Linked DNA regions of Mus musculus: region 1 is linked to region 2. Evidence: chromatin contacts called from public promoter capture Hi-C data. All regions are on one chromosome and are shown on one strand. The core of a region is the stretch at or near the end of the contact, and the rest is flanking DNA. Distances in the headings are between cores, read along the strand shown. Region 1 holds the start of AI987944 (expressed sequence AI987944). Region 2 holds the start of Zfp128 (zinc finger protein 128).

The links. Promoter capture Hi-C pulls out the DNA fragments that hold promoters and counts their contacts.
Region 1: a promoter capture Hi-C map of pre-B cells shows a contact between it and region 2. The contact joins the promoter of AI987944 here to the promoter of Zfp128 in region 2. A contact is called at or near these places in 2 of 39 promoter capture datasets (cranial neural crest and pre-B cells).

The regions. Positions count from the first base shown.
Region 1 is chr7:41,390,977-41,394,638 of GRCm38.p6, forward strand. AI987944 (expressed sequence AI987944) reads right to left here and starts at 2,403. Exons shown (of 5, transcript NM_001199330.1): 1 at 2,251-2,403. Gm17102 (predicted gene 17102) reads left to right here and starts at 2,722. Exons shown (of 2, transcript NR_166533.1): 1 at 2,722-3,044.
Region 2 is chr7:12,878,961-12,882,648 of GRCm38.p6, forward strand. Zfp128 (zinc finger protein 128) reads left to right here and starts at 2,218. Exons shown (of 4, transcript NM_153802.4): 1 at 2,218-2,400. The coding sequence starts at 2,335.

The sequences.
Region 1 (3,662 bases), core at 1,153-3,652, about 29 Mb after region 2:
GACTCAAATCAGCCCTGACAGGGTTCTAAGTGGAAGGCCCCAGAGGATGAGAAAGATAGGAAATGTAGAAAGTAGAAAAGATAAAAGCTGGGGAGGGGAGGTCTTGTGCAAGCTATGTCTTATGCCAAATAGGCATCTTAAGAATAGCATCTTGTGTTCTACTGACCAAAGGCAAATGGAAAGAAATGGGAAATTTCTATGAAGTCAGTAGAAACTACCATACAATGGGACAAACTCAGGGGGACTCTAATAAAATAATACTGTACAAGGGAACACAGGGTATTTCAAGGTCATCACTTAAAGCCTACAGAGGTCTTGGGTCTGATAACCACAACCCCATATGGTGAGAAGTGTTTGGTTCTCAGGATCTGAAGTAACCTTCCCCCAGAGGCTTTGGCCTCAGATCATTACCACCTCTCCCAAGCATGTTCCTTGCTTTAGTAAAGGGACTCTTCCTATAGTGTTACAATCCCCTTCAGCTCCATCAGTCCTTCCCTTAACTCTTCCACTGGGTTCCCATGGCTGGGTCCAATAGAAAGAACAACAATATTAACTAACCAGACCTGTCTTAGTCAGGGTTTCTATTCCTGCACAAACATCATGACCAAGAAGCAAGTTGGGGAGGAAAGGGTTTATTCGGCTTACACTTCCATTCTGCTGTTCATCACCAAAGGAAGTCAGGGCTGGAACTCAAGCAGGTCAGGGAGCAGGAGCTGATGCAGAGGCCATGGAGGGATGTTCTTTACTGGCTTGCTCAGCCTGCTCTCTTACAGAACCAAGACTACCAGCCCAGAGATGGTCCCACCCACAAGGGGCCTTTCCCCCTTGATCACTAATTGAGAAAATGCCTTACAGTTGGATCTCATGGAGGCATTTCCCCAACTGAAGCTCCTTTTTCTGTGATAACTCCAGCTGTGTCAAGTTGACACAAAACTAGCCAGTACAAGACCCATCAGTGCCCCCAGGAACTAAACCACCAACCAAAGAGTATATATGAGTGGGTTCATGGCTCCTGCTACATATGTAGCAGTAGCAGAGGACTGCCTTAACTAACATCAATGGGAGGGGAGGAGCTTGGTCTTGTGGAAGCTTGTTGCCCCCCTGGGGGTAGGGGGGGATGCTAGAAGGGTGAGGCAGGAGTGGGTGAGTGGGTAGGAACCCTCATAGAGGCAAAGGGGAGGGGATGGGATGGAGGTTGTGGAGGGGAGACCAGGAAGGGACAACATTTGAATGTAAATAAGTAAAATAATTACTACTAATAATAAAGACAAAGGAAGAAAAAAAGGAAAAAGAAAAAGAAAAGTTCTATTTTACTCTCAATACATGAGGGCCTACCTGGCTCTGTCAAGCATGTTCCTGGGTTTGAGAAAGAGCTATGCCATTTTCTATACATAAGGGCCTCACAGAAAGCCTTGCTTGATCAAGCCAGTCCTGGACCCAACAGTGTTTTCCCTTTTCAAAGAGTTGCCAGCCGGTGTTCTCCTGCGAATATGGCAGAACTATGCTTTTTCTCAAGAAGAAAACTAGCAGCACTTTGTGATAAACAGCCTTTAATGTTGATTGGGACTCTATAACGCTCCCTTGAGCAGCCAGTTCTTTGCTATGAGGATGGCCCTAGTGGCTGGTTGTCAATCAGAGTAGCCTCCTTTGTTAAGCACTGGAGCACTTTTCTGGACAATCCTAGTGAACAAATATATCTATCCTAGCATCCTGATCTCTAACGGGTCTGGTTAGCACACTACTTATCTGTAGGGTGTCTCAGAGGCATTCCTCCCTCAGCTAAACTCTACTTGCTGTCGCTTAACTATCTCCTAAGCATTGGTAAATCCTTTAACATCATCAATTCTACTCTTCTACACCACAGTTTGATATGGGAGTGCTACCCAACATGAGATGCCTTTTATAACTTCTACAGAATTAACTCCAAATAGGTCTTACAGCTAAATGTTAAATGATGGGGGAGTTAACTTTTAGAAGTAGAGAAACTAGGCCTCTCTGAGTTTGACATCCTGCTAAGGATGTTTCCACACACAAGTCTCTGAGCCAGATGCTTTGAGCAGATGCCGCCCTCATAGTGAAGTTATTCACAGCCCACCGCTGGGTTCAGGGAATGACTAGGACAAAAAGGGAAGTAACAGGTGGTCAGATCTGGCCACACTTACCACCCAGACCCAGGGACAAGCCACCATACCAACTTCTGCTACACAACTGCCTGCTCCTTCCCTCTGTGGGCAGTGGCTCTGCACTCACCATGTCGCGAATTAGCAACTTGCTAGAGCTTCCCTCACAGCACCCAGCAGCAGCGCTTAGAGAAAAACAATCAGAACTTTTCCAGCAGGGTCCGTTATAGAGCTGAAACTGCCGCAAGGAACCCGGAAGGTCCCGCCTTCTCTCCTGACTGACAAATCCACCCCAAGGCTCCGATTGGTCACTAAGTCTTGCGTAACATGAACAGCTCCACCTCAAGGTTCTGATTGGCCATTAAACCTCCCTTAGGGTTAGAATGTGCAGATGGGACTCCGCTTGGTTGCTGGCCTGGTCTTCCACTACAGTATCATTCTTTCTGCAGATACACAGAGATTTGAATTTCAGTAGCGCTTGTGCCTGTTTTCCAAAAGCATACCCGTCTGTCTTCCCATCCAGCTCTGGGGAGAACCCACCGCGTCAGCTCGGGCTGCTCCTCCCCTTTGTAGGAATTGACCCTGCCCTCCCTAGCTCTCTAAATCGGGAAATCTGGAGCTTGCTTGAACTACCTTTGCTTTATTCATTAGGCACTTCCCTTTCTTCCTCCGGAAATGAAGGTGGATATGTAATGGAAATCAAGCTTGCGTATGTAATTGCCAAAATTAGCCTGTAAGCGTTACCGGCCCAGGAGCCAGGTAACTTCTAGCGATTCTGGGAATTGTAGTTTTTTTTTCTAAGTAACCCTCGTGAGAAAGTGCGGTGGCCAAATTGATTATCTGTATAAACCCCTACAATATGTGACCGGGGGCTATTCCGGCTGGGAAATTCTGCGGATATTTCTGACCCAGGTCCATCTCTTGGTCAGTACCTAATATTTAATAAACTGTTGCTTTTAATTTGGACCGAAATGGTGGTGGGGGGGGGGGAGGAGGAGGAGGGGGGGGGGAGGAGGAGGAGGAGGATGAGGAGGAGGGGAGGAGGAGGAGGAGGAGGAGGAGGAGGAGGAGGAGGAGGAGGAGGAGGAGGAGGAGGAGGAGGAGGAGGAGGAGGAGGAGGAGGAGGAAGAGAAAAAGCCCCAAATTCTCTTTTCATCCCGGATAATGGAGGGGTGGGCTGACCCAGCTGTGTCTAGGGTCTCCAGGAAATGCATTCCCTCTGCAGAATCCCAAGGTGAATGGCAGACTCTAAACAGTAAGCTTCCTGTTGGTTCCTGGATTATGGTTAAGAGATACCCTGTCTGATAAACAGGGTGAAATTGATGGGGTTTGTACACCCCATTCGGGCAATTGGGAGACGCCTATTTTTTTATTTTACTTTTTTATTCTTTATTTTTATGTATTTATTTATTGAGTAATTTCTGCGTAGTTGGAAGTTCATCCAAGGCCATCAGTTATTTTCTGATCCGTTATTTGCCTTGGAGCCTTGGAAATGCCATCTACTGACGCTGGGTGACAGAAACTGCAGTGGCCCAGTATGTG
Region 2 (3,688 bases), core at 968-3,467:
AGCTGCCAATAGCTTGAGTGGCTGTTAGCCAATTTCTAACAATCACCATGTTTTACTGGTGCTGTAGCAACTCTACACTGGTGGCTCCATCAAACCCAACCTGCCTGATCAGGTTTATCACCATCAAAGTTTTCACCAAATTGTGCTGTGCTTAAATATGCCTAAAATAAACTATTTGGGGTCAGACTTCCAAAGTTTGAACCAACACTAACTACTTAGTCCTGTTGTGCCTGAGCTACCCTTTAGCCTCCTGTGGATCATTACTTTGCTGGCTCTGGTGACTGCAAGGATTCCGGCAGGTCCCAGTGTCATACTTCCTCCAGCATGGTTGCACCCCAAAGAGCATCATCCCCAACTGTTCTAATGCCTGAGACTACAGGGAAATATCTCATTCAAACCCACTGCACTGCTTGAAACTGAGGCAGGTGAGCATAGGAGATAGTTTAGTACACTAAGACCCCCATCCCCTATTTGATTTGAGATTATGAAGACACAGTCCTCTTGCAGTAACACACTTGGGAGCCTTCAGTGTCACATACTATACACACACACACACACCTCTCCAAACAATGCCTCTAGTAACCTCAGAACTTCTAGCTATATCAGGCTACCCATACTTCCATCTCTGAACAGTAGTATAAGTTTTCCCGTCCTTGGCAATGTTCAAATTAGACAGTTTCCATTCAAGTATATTCTCAGCATTGTCTGTGTATGAAGAATGGAAAAGCTGATCTGGCCTGACCTAGTTTCAGATGCATACACAAGAAAGGAAAACTGTGCCCTCTGTTACTTTTAGGGAGACCCTCCTATTTACCTTATGCTGATACATAAGGGCACACTTATGTTTAAAATCAGATGCATTATAAAAAGGACATGCACAGTAGAGAAAACGAATATATGACTTACTCTATCAATCAGAGTAGAGAACCACCCAAACTACATATCTAGTAATCAGCACCCCCTTCTCCTGAACCCTATAAAAGGAAGCCCTGAGCAATAATCTGGACACTGAGAATCTTCACTCCCATAACTCATTGTCAATCTTTAATAGCATACCTACATAATATGTAATTTCACTTTTACTCAAATAACATTATCTTACTTTTTTTCTGTAAGCTCTTAAATTCAATTCTTTGGAAAAGAGGCCAAGAACCTAGAAATGCCCAGCCCAGACCCAGAGCACCAGTTATGACACTACTGTCATTGTCAGACTGGTGAGGAAGATGCCAGGAGAGAACAAAGGAAACTACTAGGCTGAAAGGAGGGAGAGACAGAGAAGGGAGGATGAGAATAAAAGGACCTGCTGTTTGCTGGACTGCAGCTCTGTATTAGAGCACTTACCACTCTTGCATAAAGACCTAGGTTCAATATCCAGTACTGGGGAGTGGGGATAGTGGAGGAAGGGCAGAGCCTGCTGTTCTACACCTGATAGTCTCTGTCTCTTTAAGGGTATAGTGTATTTTTGGTCTTTTTCTATTACATCATCAACCTAGTGAAAACTAGCAAAAGCCCATTGTTTCCTTCCTTCTTTCCTTCCTTCTTTCCTTCCTTTCTCTCTTTTCCTCTTTCTCTCTTTCCTTCTTTCTTTCCCTTTTCAAGGCAGGGTTTTGTAGCCCTGGCTGTCCTGGAACTCACTCTGTACACCAGACTGGGCAGGAATCAGAAATCTGCCTGCCGGGCAGCCGGGTGTGGTGGTGCACGCCTTTAATCCCAGCACTCAGGAGGCAGAGGCAGGCAGATTTCTGAGTTCGAGGCCAGTCTGGTCTACAAAGTGAGTTCCAGGACAGCCAGGGCTATACAGAGAAGAAACCCTGTCTCGAAAAACCAAAAAACCAAAAAACAAAACAAAACAAAAAAACCAACAAAACAAAAAATTCCAGCAGCAGGTCAGATTGACCAATTCTAACACCAAGACCTTGCCGCTGCGCGCCCAACTCACGGTGCAGATGCATATATGCCCTGAACTCAGCCGTCAGGGCGGGAGGATTATTTTCCAGGCAACTCGAAGCCCAAGTGATGCCCGCACCCGCAGGTAACGGAATGTAAGCTGACCTCTGCTGGTACCCAGACCTGATCCTTAAACAAGACCTGTGAGTGGTTGCACTCCCTTAGACCAGAGGCCAGGCCTTCCCCGATTGGTCAACGTTGGGCTGGCGCTAGCTTCCATTGGTTAAGTGCTGCGTCTCGGCGCGTGGCCTTCTGGGAATTGTAGTCTCAGTGTCCCTGGCGCTGCCGCCATTGTCCAGCGGGAGGCCAGTCGGGTGGTCCCCAGGACGGGGCTGAGTTTAAAATTAGGGTGTCCTTGGACGTCTGTGGCTAACCTGTTGGCCTGGAATGGACCACCAGGACAAAGCAGCAACAGTGGCAATGGCCTCGCGGCCGCAAGCAACACAACTTCAGGTAACAAAAAGGACAGATTGGACTCCGAGTCCTGCTGTCCCCGACAGAGTGACCTGTAACCCGCGGCGCTTTTTCCACAAGAGAAACAAGCGCTGTGGCTCAGCCTCCGAGCCTGGGTCCAAATCTAGTTCCCTCTGTGTGCATGCTTCAGCCTCCTGTCTGCGTGCCATGGGGTGGAGGGGAGGAGGGTGGTCATTTCCCTGAGGACTGACAGGCTCTGCTCAGGGGTTCGATCCCACTCTGGCCAACGCCCTCCCATTTATCCCGAAAGACGGTTCTCGGAGATGACAGGTGACTGGCTAGCATTACAGAGCAACCACATTGCGGGTACGGTCCTCAAAACATGTCCTAAGGCGCAGAATCAACCGACTTTTAAGGGAACCTCCGCACCATGACCCCTATTTTGCAAGTAAGGCATAACTTCACGGGGCAGAGGTACCAAGTTAGGAAAACAGAAGTAACTAGTAAGGGTCACGCCCTTCTGGGCCTTGGGAAAACTGGTAGGTGTGGCTATCAGTGTTTGTCTAGCTCCTGATCATCAAAGTCTGCACTTGTAGACAAATTGCTTATTCTGTTCACCGTAGTTCACCTAGCAGAAGCCAAGACCATTTCATACATAAGTTCTGCAACTTTGAAATTATGCTCTGGAGGTCAGGAGGTGGGTATTTGGTTTGCTTGGGGGAAATTTGCGTTAATTACATTTGGTGTGAAAAGTAAGCTTATGATAGTCTTAGATTGCAAATGATCAGATTCATGTCATCTCAGTTTTTCATGAAATGTGACCAGAGTGTAGAACTGAGAACTGAGGCCTATCAACAGCTATATGAATGAGCCATAGTGAAGGTGGATTCGCCAGCCCCAGTCAAGTCTCAGGTAACCGTCATGAGGCTGACAGTTTGTCAAGGAGTAAGCGATGAGACGGGCGGGAAAAGAGGTGTGTTTAATCAATCTGTTGTCGTGTTTCAGGTAGTACACACAAAACGTAGTGAGACCTGAAATAAACACTACTTCATGGTTTCTGATGGGGTAGGAAATCAAGAGTGACTTAGTTTATGGATCTACCCTAGGCTCTTAAAGTTATATTCAAAATGACAGTCCAACAGTTATTACTTGAGACTTATCAGAGCCTAGAAGACCCACTGTCAAGATAGTTCATTCACATGCTGTTGGCAGGAGAACTCAGTGTTTCTCCTTGTAGGCCTTGCTATGAAGCACTTAGGTCTCACTGTGTAAAGTGAAGTTTCCTATAGAGTGGTGTGATCCAGAAGATGGCAAGGTAGAAGCTGTG